Linked DNA regions of Sus scrofa: all the other regions are linked to region 3. The links are chromatin contacts, called in public HiChIP or PLAC-seq maps. All regions are on one chromosome and are shown on one strand. The core of a region is the stretch at or near the end of the contact, and the rest is flanking DNA. Distances in the headings are between cores, read along the strand shown.

Region 1 (3,458 bases), core at 776-3,275, 77 kb after region 3:
TGGGGACACCACCCTTCAGCCTGCTACAGGGGGTCCTATTCCCAATATTCGGGAAATAAGCCTTTTTTTTTTTTCCTTTTTGTCATTTTAGGGCCGCATCTGAGGCATATGGAGGTTCCCAGGCTAGGGGTTGAATCAGAGCTGTAGCTGCCGGCCTACACCACAGCCACAGCAATGCGGGATCTGAGCCGAGTCTGTGACCTATGCCACAGCTCATGGCAATGCCGGATGCTTAACCCACTGAGCAAGGCGAGGGAGCGAACCCACATCCTTGTGGATACTAGTCAGGTTCATTAACCACTGAGCCACGACGGGAACTCCTCAGGAAACAAGCTTTAATTCTTCACTCATTCACTCAGCGATACTCTCGGTGCACCTGCTGTGGGCCAGGTGCCATTCTCCACGCTGGGGACCCAGCACTGCAGCATCCCACTCTTCGTGGAGTTTCCATCCTAGGGGGAGGAGATGGACCATACATGGTTAGACAAATAAACAAGAAACTATCCGGGAATAATTAGGGCTATAGGGAAAATGCACCTGGGACATGTCATGGAGGGATCTGGTGGCCACTTTAGACATAGAAGGAAACATACTGCATCCCAAACCCTGGGCAGTCAGATGCCTTCCTAACCCACCCACCCAGGTAAAACGTAGAGCCTCCTTTTTTTCTTTCTTTAAAATTCCTTTTTCTTTATATTTCTTAAAATTTTTATTTTATATTGGAGTATAGTTGATTTGCAGTGTTGTGTTGGTTTCAGATGTACAGCAAAGTGAATCAGTTATACATACATCCATTCTTTTTCATTCTTTCCCCATATAGGTTATTACAGAATATTGAGTAGAGTTCCCTGTGTGATATGGAGCCTTTTTTTTTTTTTTTTTTTTTTTTTGTCTTTTCTTGTCTTTTCTAGGGCTGTACCCGCAGCATATGGAGGTTCCCAGGCTAGGGGTCTAATCGGAGCTGTAGCCACCAGCCTACGCCAGAGCCACAGCAACTCGGGATCCGAGCCATGTCTGCAACCTACACCACAGCTCATGGCAACGCCGGATCCTTAACCCACTGAGCAAGGCCAGGGATCGAACCCACAACCTCATGGTTCCTAGTCGGATTCGTTAACCACTGCGCCACGATGGGAACTCCAGGCCTCCTTTTTTAAGGACATGAAAGGCCAACAATTCCTGCCCATGGACAGAGGTCACAGTCTCTTTATGAGTGCCCCTCTGAAAGGGAACACAAAAACAAAACTTTGTTGAAGTATGATTTACATGCAATAAAAGGTGCTTAAAAAAAAAATTGAGGAGTTCCCATCGTGGCTCAGCAGAAATGAATCTGACTAGCATCTGTGAGGACGCAGGTTCGATCCCTGGCCTTGCTCAGCATGTTAAGGATCCGGTGTTGCCGCGAGCTGTAGTGTGGGTCATAGACACCACTCGGATCCTGCATTTCTGTGCCTGTGGTGTAGGCTGGCAGCTACAGCTCCTATTGGACCCCTAGCCTGGGAACCTCCATATGCTGTGGGCAAGGCCCTAAAAAGATAAAAAAAAAAAGACGCTTTAATAGTTTTGACGAACATTTACAGTCATGAACCCACCAGTACAACCAAGATACGGAACCTCTCCACCGTCGCAGAAAGTTTCCTCCTGCACTTTTGAAGCCATTCCACCCCACTCCCACTGCCTGCCAAGAAATCACTGGTCTGCTTTTTGCCTTTTTTTTTTTTTTTTTTTTTTTTGGTCATTTTAGGGCAGCCCCTAAGGCCTATGGAAGTTCCCAGGCTAGGGGTCGAATTGGAGCGGCAGCCGCCACAGCAGATCTGAGCCACATCGGCAACACCAGATACTTAACCCACCGAGCGAGGTCGAGGATTGAACCCACAATCCTCATGGATACTAGGCGGGTCCTTCACCCACCGAGCCACCATGGGAACTCCCAAGGCAGATCCCGCTTGGCTGGTGAGACTGGCTTTCAGAGTAGGAGGTTTTTCATGCCCAGGAGGACAGGAAGAAGACAGGTCCCCACAAAGTGGTGGCATGACACCACCTAAAGGCGTTTTTGTGTCACAGAGAGGAAGTCTCACGGGCTTACAGTATGCTCGGTTCCTTGTCTCCATTGGGCCAGGAAAGCCGCTCAAAGGCATCCCATCCATCAATCATTGCATGTAGCTCAAACACGTGTTCAAGCCCTGAGGTCCAAACTGAGGACAAAGCCGTCAGGGTGTCCTTTAAACGAATGAAATGCCGATATGAAACTTCCTTTATTTAAAGCCGAGAGATTCAACAGGAGGCTCTGACATCAGCCCACCTGGATGCGAGCCTTGGAACCCTGGCTCCCCCGCTGCCTCTGCCTGAGGTTCACAAAGTGCAGCTTTAATCTTCATGTATTGCAGAGCCCTCATCTGTCAAGCGGGATGGATGATATTTACCCCACAGGTGGCGAGGATCGCATGAGATGACGCAGCCACGTGCTTAGAATAATAACTCTCCATCATTATCGGCTCAACGGAGGACACCACGACTATTAAAAATTACATAGGAGTTACGGTGGTGGCACAGCGGAGACAAATCTGACTAGTATCCATGAGCATGCAGGTTCGATCCCTGGACTCGCTCTGTGGATGGGGGATCCGACATTGGGGTGAGCTGTGGTGTAGGCTGACAGCTGTAGCTCCGATTCCACCCTCTAGCCTGGGAATCCATATGCCACAGGTGCAGCCCTAACAAGCAAAAACAAATAAATAAATAAACAAACAAACAAATAAAGATATTTGCACTGTCTTTTTTTCTTTTTTGTCTTTTTAGGGCCGCATCTGTGGCATATGGAGGTTCCCTGGCTAGGGGTCGAATCAGAGCTGAAGCCACTGGCCTAGGCCACAGCCACAGCAATGTGGGATCCGAGCCGTGTCTGCAATCTACACCACAGCTCATCACAGCGCTGGATCCTTAACCCACTCAGAGAGGTCAGGGATTGAACCTATGTCCTCATGGATGCTAGTCAGGTTCATTTCCACTGAGCCATGACGGGAACTCCTGCACTGTGTCTTTAAAAAAAATTATATAAACAGGAGTTCTCACTGTGGCTCAGTGGTAACCAACACAACTGGTATCCATGAGGATGTGGGTTCGATCCCTGGCCTAATTCAGTGGGTCAAGAATCCAGTGTTGCTGCAAGCTGCAGCGTAGATCACAGATGTGGCTCAGATCCCACATTGCTGTGGCTGTGGCATAGACTGGCAGCTGCAGCTCCGATTCGACCCCTAGCCTGGGAACTTCCACATGCCACAGGTGCGGCCCTAAAAAGAAAAAAAAATTATATAAATATAAATTTCTGGCATGGGGAGATATACCTTGGCTATTACTTTAAAAAAATTAGCTATAAAATTGGGTTGTGATGATCATTGTACAACTATAAATGTAATAAGTTCATGGAGTAATATAAAAATAAATAAAGACATAAATTT
Region 2 (3,505 bases), core at 838-3,337, 68 kb before region 3:
GTGCCCAGGAAGAGACCGCAAACCCAGCCCTGGCCCCGGAGCCCCTAAGGATGATTCGGATGGAGCTGCTACTGGCAATGCCCCCCATCCCCTCCAGCCCCTCTCTGGGGGCTTAGCCTCCACCAGGGCCCTGCTCACATTCTGAGGTCCATCCTGGCTGGGCTCCTCCGGGGCCAGCTCTCCAATCAGCAGGGGCTGCAGGAACTTGCGCACAAAACTGAGGTCCTGGTGGAAGGCGTGGAAGGCATCCTGAAGGAGAACAGACAGTCAGGGGGACAGACAGACAGACAGACCGTTGCAGCCTGAAGCAGCAGGCAAAGCAGACAGGCAGTCTGGCTGTTCAGCTGTCACAGAAAGAGGACCACTCGGGTCAGCCTGGCCCACGAGTGTCGCCCCGCCCTGCAGCCCTTCCCCAAACCCGGCTGGGCGTTTTGTTCTGTTTCTATTTATTTTTATTAAAGCATAGTTGATTTACAGTGTTGTGTCAATTTCTGCTGCAAAGCAACACGACCCAGTCATATATATATATATTCTCTTATTAATAAATCTTCCATCGTGTTCTACCGTAAGACACTGGATATATAGTTCCTTGCGCCATACGGAAGACCTCACTGCTTATCCATTCTAAATGTAACCATTTGGGAGATTCCATCGTGGTGTGGCAGAAATGAATCCGACTAGGAGCCATGAGGTTTCGGGCTTGATCTCTGCCCTTGCTCAGTGGGTTAGGGATCTGGCGTTGCTGTGAGCTGTGGTGTAGGTCACAGATGCGGCTCAGATCCCTTGTTGCTGTGGCTGTGGCATAGGCTGGCAGCTGTAGCTCTGATTGGACCCCTAGCCTGGGAACTTCCATATGTCGTGGGCGAGGTCCTAAAAAAAAAAAAAAAGCAATAATTTGCACCTACAAATCCCAAACTCCCAGTCCATCACACTCCCTCCCCCACCCGCTCTTGGCAACCACTGGTTGGGCGTTTTAATATCTGGACTTACAGAAAGTTCTCCCTGGAAGACTCTGATTCCCTTAAATGAAAGCGTTTGACTTTTCCAAAAAAATCTCTGGAGAGCTTTCTGGAAATCGTACACCAGCTTTTATTTTCTTTTGCTATTTTAGGGCCTCACCCGCAGCATATGGAAGTTCCGGGGCTAGGGGTCAAATTGGAGATGCAGCTGCTGGCCTACGCCACAGCCACAGCCAACTCAGGATCTGAGCCACCTCTGTGACCCACACCAAACCTCACGGCAACACTGGATCCTTAACCCACTGAGCAAGGCCAGGGATCGAACCCACAACCTCACGGTTCCTAGTCGGGTTCATTACTGATGAGCCACGACAGGAACGTCCATACACCAGTTTTCAGGACCGCAAGCAGTGGGTAAAGGGTGGGTGAGGAAACGTGTACCTGAGAACCCCTGGGCCACCTGGAGAAAAAAAAAATCAGTCGAGGACCCCACATCCTGATTTCTTGGGGGTTGTGCAAGGAAGATGCTCAAACAGTTAAACTCTTTTTTTTTTTTTTTTTTTTTTTCCTGTCGTTAGGGCTGCACCTGCAGCAGATGGACGTTCCCAGGCTAGGGGTTGAATCAGAGCTATAGCCACCAGCCTACATCGCAGCCACAGCAACGCAGGATCCAAGCCATGTCTGTGACCTACACCACAGCTTATGGCAACGCTGAATCCTTTAACCCTCGGAGCGAGGGAGGCCAGGGATTGAACCCGAGTCCTCATGGATACTAGTTGGGTTCGTTACCCCTGAACCGCAATGGGAACTTCTCATTTGATTTTAAAAGCAGAAGTGGAAAATAAAAGTTTTTTAAAAGTTAAATAAACAGTGTGTGGTTCTCTGTAGGAGGAGGGGGTGGGGTAGGGCACAAAGCGAAGAAAGCCTTAGAGGGAGACCCCCGGAGAGATAAAGTGCTGGGGAAAGAGGCCCGAATGGGAAGTGACACTTCCCCTACCCGCTCAGCAGAGAATAAACCTGAATGTCACACCTGGGGCTCACTCCCGACGGAGCCCTGGTGTCACCGGCTCATTATCTTTCGCAGCTCTCTGGCTGCCTTTTATCTTTGCGCTTTCAGAGGCTCTCCTCCAGGGAGCCAGCCCCAGCCCGCAAGCAGCAAGCAGCTGGAAGCGAGGAAGCAGGGCCTGGGTGGTGGTGTCCCCCGTGGGGAAGTTGACGGCAGGCTGCTCAAGGAAACACCTTTGTATTTCCCATTGTCCTCTGGCTAATGAGTCCACCAGCCTCCACTGCCTTGGGGACAGAAGCACCTCGGCCCCCACTCCCACCCCCCACTTAGCAGCCACATCTGCAGCATCCTCGCGAGGGCTCCCCTTTCCTGTTAGGGGTCCCCTTTCCTGTTGTCTGCTCTCTTACCTGCCCAGGGCAGTCTGAGGACCTGGGGGTCCAGAGGGTCCAGCTTCTGGAATAATCTAAGGCCCTTGGGAAGGCCGACAGGGGGGCCCTCCCTGGAGCTCGTAACAGGGGAAGGGGCTGTATAGGGACAGACCTCATTCTCTCCAGGGACAAACCCTGATGAGGGGGCAGCCCCGCTGCGGGGTGGGGGGGGGGAGGGCTGGCCCCACAGGAAGCTGCCCCAGCCCTGCCCCAGTGGGGAGTGGGGGAGGGTGGCACTGGCAGAACTGCTAAAAGGGAAGTCTGCTCTTGGACTCAGCTGACCCCGCTCACCTGAACCTCCAGCGGGTCAGTTCTCCTGCCTGGAACTAGGCAAATCCAGGAGGCAAATCAAAGTAGCAAGACTCTAGGGTTTTTCTGCTTCTGGACTGTAGAACAGGTTTTTTCTTCTTCTTAGTTGTATTTAAAAAAAATAATTTATCACAGGAGCTCCCATTGTGGCGCAGCGGGAACAAATCCCAGTAGGAAACATGAGGTTTCGGGTTCGATCCCTGGTCTTGCTCAGTGGGTTAAGGATCTGGCATTGCTGTGGCTCTGGATAGGCCAACGGCTACAGCTCTGATTGGGCCCCTAGCCTGGGAACCTCCATATGCCGAGGGTGCAGCTCTAAAAAGACCAAAAAAAAAAAAAAAAAAATTATTACAGTTGATTTGCAATGTTCTGTCAATTTCTGCTGTATTTCTTTTTTTTTTTGGCTTTTGTCCTTTTAGGGCCACACCTGCGGCATATGGAGGTTCCCAGGCTAGGGGTCTAATTGGAGCTGTAGCCGCCGGCCTACGCCAGAGCCACAGCCACAGCAATGCCAGATCGGAGCCATATCTGCGATCCACACCACGCTCATGGCCACGCTGGATCCTTAACCCACTGAGTGAGGCCAGAGATTGAACCTGCGTCCTCTTGGATACTAGTCAGATTCAGTTCCACTGAGCCAGGCCGGGAACTCCCATTTTCACCATTTTGAAGTGTGGAGTTTAGGGTATTAAGTGTATTCACATTATTGGTTAACCAGCACCAGCATCCGTCTCCACCACTACTCCATCTTCCCGAGCTGACACACTAGCTCCCCACTTCCACCGCCCCCAACTGGCAACCAC
Region 3 (3,404 bases), core at 599-3,098:
CCGACCTGGCCCTTGGTGGCTGTGTTACCTTGAACAAGGTGGGATTTGAAACTCAGCATCCTCCTTTAGAAAACGTGGATAATAATACCATACTGAACCATCCTTCAATAAGACCTCTGTGACTTTTCATGGGCTGTTCCCCTGATATGTAATGCTCTTCCACCCTTCTCAACTCAAACTCCTACTCATGCTTCAAGACCCAGCCCAAATGCTCCCATCTCTGTACAAGTTTCCCTGGCACAGATATTAGGCCTTGCCCACTCTGTGTTAAATGTTTCCCTGGGTTTTAGTCGACGGTAAATTCTTGGAGGCAAGAATCAGATTAGACTCACCCTGGCATCAGAAATGGTTTTTGACTGACGACGTTGCTAATGGAAAGCAGAGGAGCCCGACCCTGATGGGCTTTGGCCCTATCCTTGCAGAGGTCCATCCTGGGGCGCAAACGTCCAAGCATGGCTTGGGTCGATACGTGTGTGCTGTGGCCTTTCTGTGTGCCTGAGATACGCAGGGCTGGTTGGGGACACTTTCATGGCTGAGACCCAAGGGGAGAGACTTTGGCTTGTGCCTGTCTTTCGCAGTTGGGTGGGGCCAGGAGCAGCCCCTCATGGGGTATCCCTGGGGACATGCCGGGGCATCTGGGAGGCAAGGAGGGCTGGGCTGCACAGTCAGCTGGTCCTGCTGGGAATGTGGCGTGGGGGGCGGGGGTATTGCCAAGGAACCTGCAGATCAGGGAGAGGGAGGGAGGACTCCAGTGTCTCCCCACACCCTCTCATGGCTCTGTAGCTGCTGGTCAGGGTCAAGGAGATGGTGCCATCATCCAGCACCTGCTCCACCATCCAGACTCTGACCAATGATCAGGCTGGTCAAGGGCGCCCCCCAGTGGCCACCTCAGGGGATGCAGGAACCTGACTCCACAAAGGCAGGAGGTCCATTCATTCCAGCTCATACAGAATGAGCCTCCGCAGGCCAAGCGTGGTACCAGACATGTTTCGATTGTATTTTTAAAATATATTTGTTAATCATCTGCCAGATGGGAAGCTCTCTCTTGAGTGTTGGTCCGGGTTGGTGGGGGAAGAGGGGCTGCAAGGATAGGAAAACTCACAGCAGTGACCTCAACCCACACTGTCCGCTAGACTCACCTGGGGAACTTGAAAAAATACCAGTGATAGGGATCCACCCGGACCAGTTGAACCTGGAGAGTGAGGCAGAGGCACCCTCCCTAGATGTTGCCCAGGCAAAGTCAGCAGGCAAAGTTAGCAGGCAGAACTCTGGTTTGGAAAGCTGAATAAAACGTTTTTCCAACCATCCTTCTCACCCGGGTCCCGAGGTGGGTGTTCCATTTCACAGATGAGAAGACTGAGGCTCGGGGCAGGTCGGTTGAGGACAGCGATGGGAAAACATCTCCCCCAGCACAGGCAGTGGGGGATGCAGCAAAAACTCCTAAGACATTCCCTGATCTTAAAGAGACTCCGTTATAACAGTAAGGGTGTGGTTGTTTGCTGCGATTAGAAAAGGACCCGGGGTCGTTGTGAAATAATCTCTTTTTCCAGGCAGCGAATTGTAAAGTTAAAAATGACGAGAGTTCCCGTCGTGGCGCAGAGGTTAAAGAATCCGACTAGGAACCTCGAGGTTGCGGGTTCGATCCCTGGCCTTGCTCAGTGGGTTAAGGATCCGGCGTTGCCGCGAGCTGTGGTGTAGGTCGCAGACGCGGCTCGGATCCCTCGTTGCTGTGGCTCTGGCGTAGGCTGGCAGCTGCAGCTCCGATTAGCCCCCTAGCCTGGAAACCTCCATACGCCGCGGGAGCGGCCCAAGAAATGGCAAAAAGACAAAAAAAAAAAAAAAGATGCTCACGAAAATCACCCGTAATCTCAGCATTATTAATGCTAAGGAGTATGGGGCGGGGGTGGGGGCGGGTGAGTAGAAAAGGGGATTGAAGGAGAGAGGGAGGCGGGAAGAAGGGAGGGGGAGGGAGGAGTGGATTTATTTTAAGGCTCAAGGTCATACTGTAAAGCCGCGCTTCCGGAAAGTGTGGTTCAAAGACCACCGGTATTGTAATCCTCACGGTGCTGTTAGAAACGCAGCATCTCTCAGGTTGCAGAATCAGACGCTGGAGAACGATCCTGGGAAGCTGCATGTTTAATAAACATTCCAAGCCATTCTTCCGGCCACAGAAGACCAAGGGCTACTGCTGTTTCGCTTTCAGTGGCTTAGGAGGGTTCTCACGTATGGATGGAGGTATTAAAATGCATGGAAGCAGCTGCTGGATATTAACCAGCTGCCCTTGGGAACCTGAGCACATATTTCCATCTTGCCCCGGCTGGCTGGGAGCCAGCGGCACAAACACCAGAGCTGCTGTGTCATCGTACACCATGCCCGGCCCCCACACAGCAGCCCACCCCCCGACCCCTTTCTCCTTCCATAGCTCTGAACCAACCTACGAACTGGGCCCTGCCAGCCAATGACAGCCCGAATAACCTATGATGTCATCAGCAGCCAATCAGAGCTCCTCGGGCGTATATGCTGAATTCGGTCATCTTACTGGAGTGCTGGGGTTCTAAAGCAACAGCTTTCTTTTCAGAGAGGGACGCTGAGGCCTAGAGAGGAGCAGAGGCCCACCCAGGGTCACCACACCAGGTGGCAGAACCAGGACTAGAAGCCGGGACTTCTGACGGTGGTCCAGCGTTCCTAGGGGTTCCTACAGTGCCGCCAAAGCCCACAGGGCCCAGGCAGACGCCGCCCTCTCTGGATGGCTCCTGGAATGGGAGATGAGGCCCAAAGCTTCACCCCTTCTCCCCGCAGCTCTTGCTGCAAGATCTCGGGGGTCAGATACAGATACCCCGCCCCCCGACACACTCCTTGGCCCCATCTCTGGAGTTTAGGACCCAGAGGAAATGGCAGGATGGCCCTGAGAGTTGCCCCCAATTCCAGCTCTGGTCTCAGCTCGGCCCCGCTCCCCCCAGGAAGGAATTAGAGGGCCCCGGCTGGACTCGCCTCCCTGCTGCTTACGAGCAGATTATGAGGAGGGGCCAAGACAAGCTCTCCTTTGTGGAGGCCCTGGCTTAGGGAGTCAAGTGACTGCTTAGCATACACGTGGGCAGTGCCAGCCCCTAAGAGTGAGCAGGGGCACTGGCCACAGGACCCCAGAGAGTCCCACAGGGTCTGTGGCCAGACTTTTTGTGGGATCGCCTGACCGGCCTGGAGCCCCATCTGTGAGTAGGGTTGAGCCAGCAGGCTGGGCTGGGAGCGCTGAGGGCCTTTAGGGTGGATGACTGTCTCCGCATCTGTGTACGTGATGGATACACGCAGGTAGCACCTGAGCAGGTGTGCAGGCACCTGTGTATCCATGTAAAGGCCCTGAAGTGGGAATGAATTTAGTGTGAACCGGGCACAGAGACAGGCAGTGT

What was found. HiChIP or PLAC-seq counts read pairs in DNA pulled down with a chosen protein or histone mark.
Region 1: an H3K27ac HiChIP or PLAC-seq map of alveolar macrophages shows a contact between it and region 3. The contact joins the enhancer-like site here to the promoter of BEST1 in region 3. A contact is called at or near these places in 23 of 47 Hi-C or Micro-C datasets (adipose tissue, alveolar macrophages, blood and 15 more) and 2 of 2 datasets of contacts at active chromatin or transcription factors (alveolar macrophages and skeletal muscle).
Region 2: an H3K27ac HiChIP or PLAC-seq map of skeletal muscle shows a contact between it and region 3. The contact joins the enhancer-like site here to the promoter of BEST1 in region 3. A contact is called at or near these places in 4 of 47 Hi-C or Micro-C datasets (adipose tissue, embryonic fibroblasts, heart right ventricle and 1 more) and 1 of 2 datasets of contacts at active chromatin or transcription factors (skeletal muscle).

The regions. Positions count from the first base shown.
Region 1 is chr2:9,472,533-9,475,990 of Sscrofa11.1, reverse strand. No RefSeq gene overlaps it. Among named protein-coding and RNA genes, the nearest start is that of INCENP, 28 kb to the right of the region's middle. Within about 2 kb of position 2,025, at least 4 of the 83 cell types and tissues checked have an H3K27ac peak or open chromatin away from gene starts, as enhancers often do. A contact at or near this core is called in alveolar macrophages, where this site is marked.
Region 2 is chr2:9,617,678-9,621,182 of Sscrofa11.1, reverse strand. FADS3 (fatty acid desaturase 3) reads right to left here. Exons shown (of 12, transcript NM_001206434.1): 2 at 139-249. It overlaps LOC110259247 (a long non-coding RNA gene), which reads left to right. Exons shown (of 2, transcript XR_002341468.1): 2 at 1-569. Among named protein-coding and RNA genes, the nearest start is that of FADS3, 12 kb to the right of the region's middle. Within about 2 kb of position 2,087, at least 6 of the 83 cell types and tissues checked have an H3K27ac peak or open chromatin away from gene starts, as enhancers often do. A contact at or near this core is called in skeletal muscle, where this site is marked.
Region 3 is chr2:9,549,419-9,552,822 of Sscrofa11.1, reverse strand. BEST1 (bestrophin-1) reads left to right here and starts at 1,848. Exons shown (of 12, transcript XM_013994220.2): 1 at 1,848-3,404.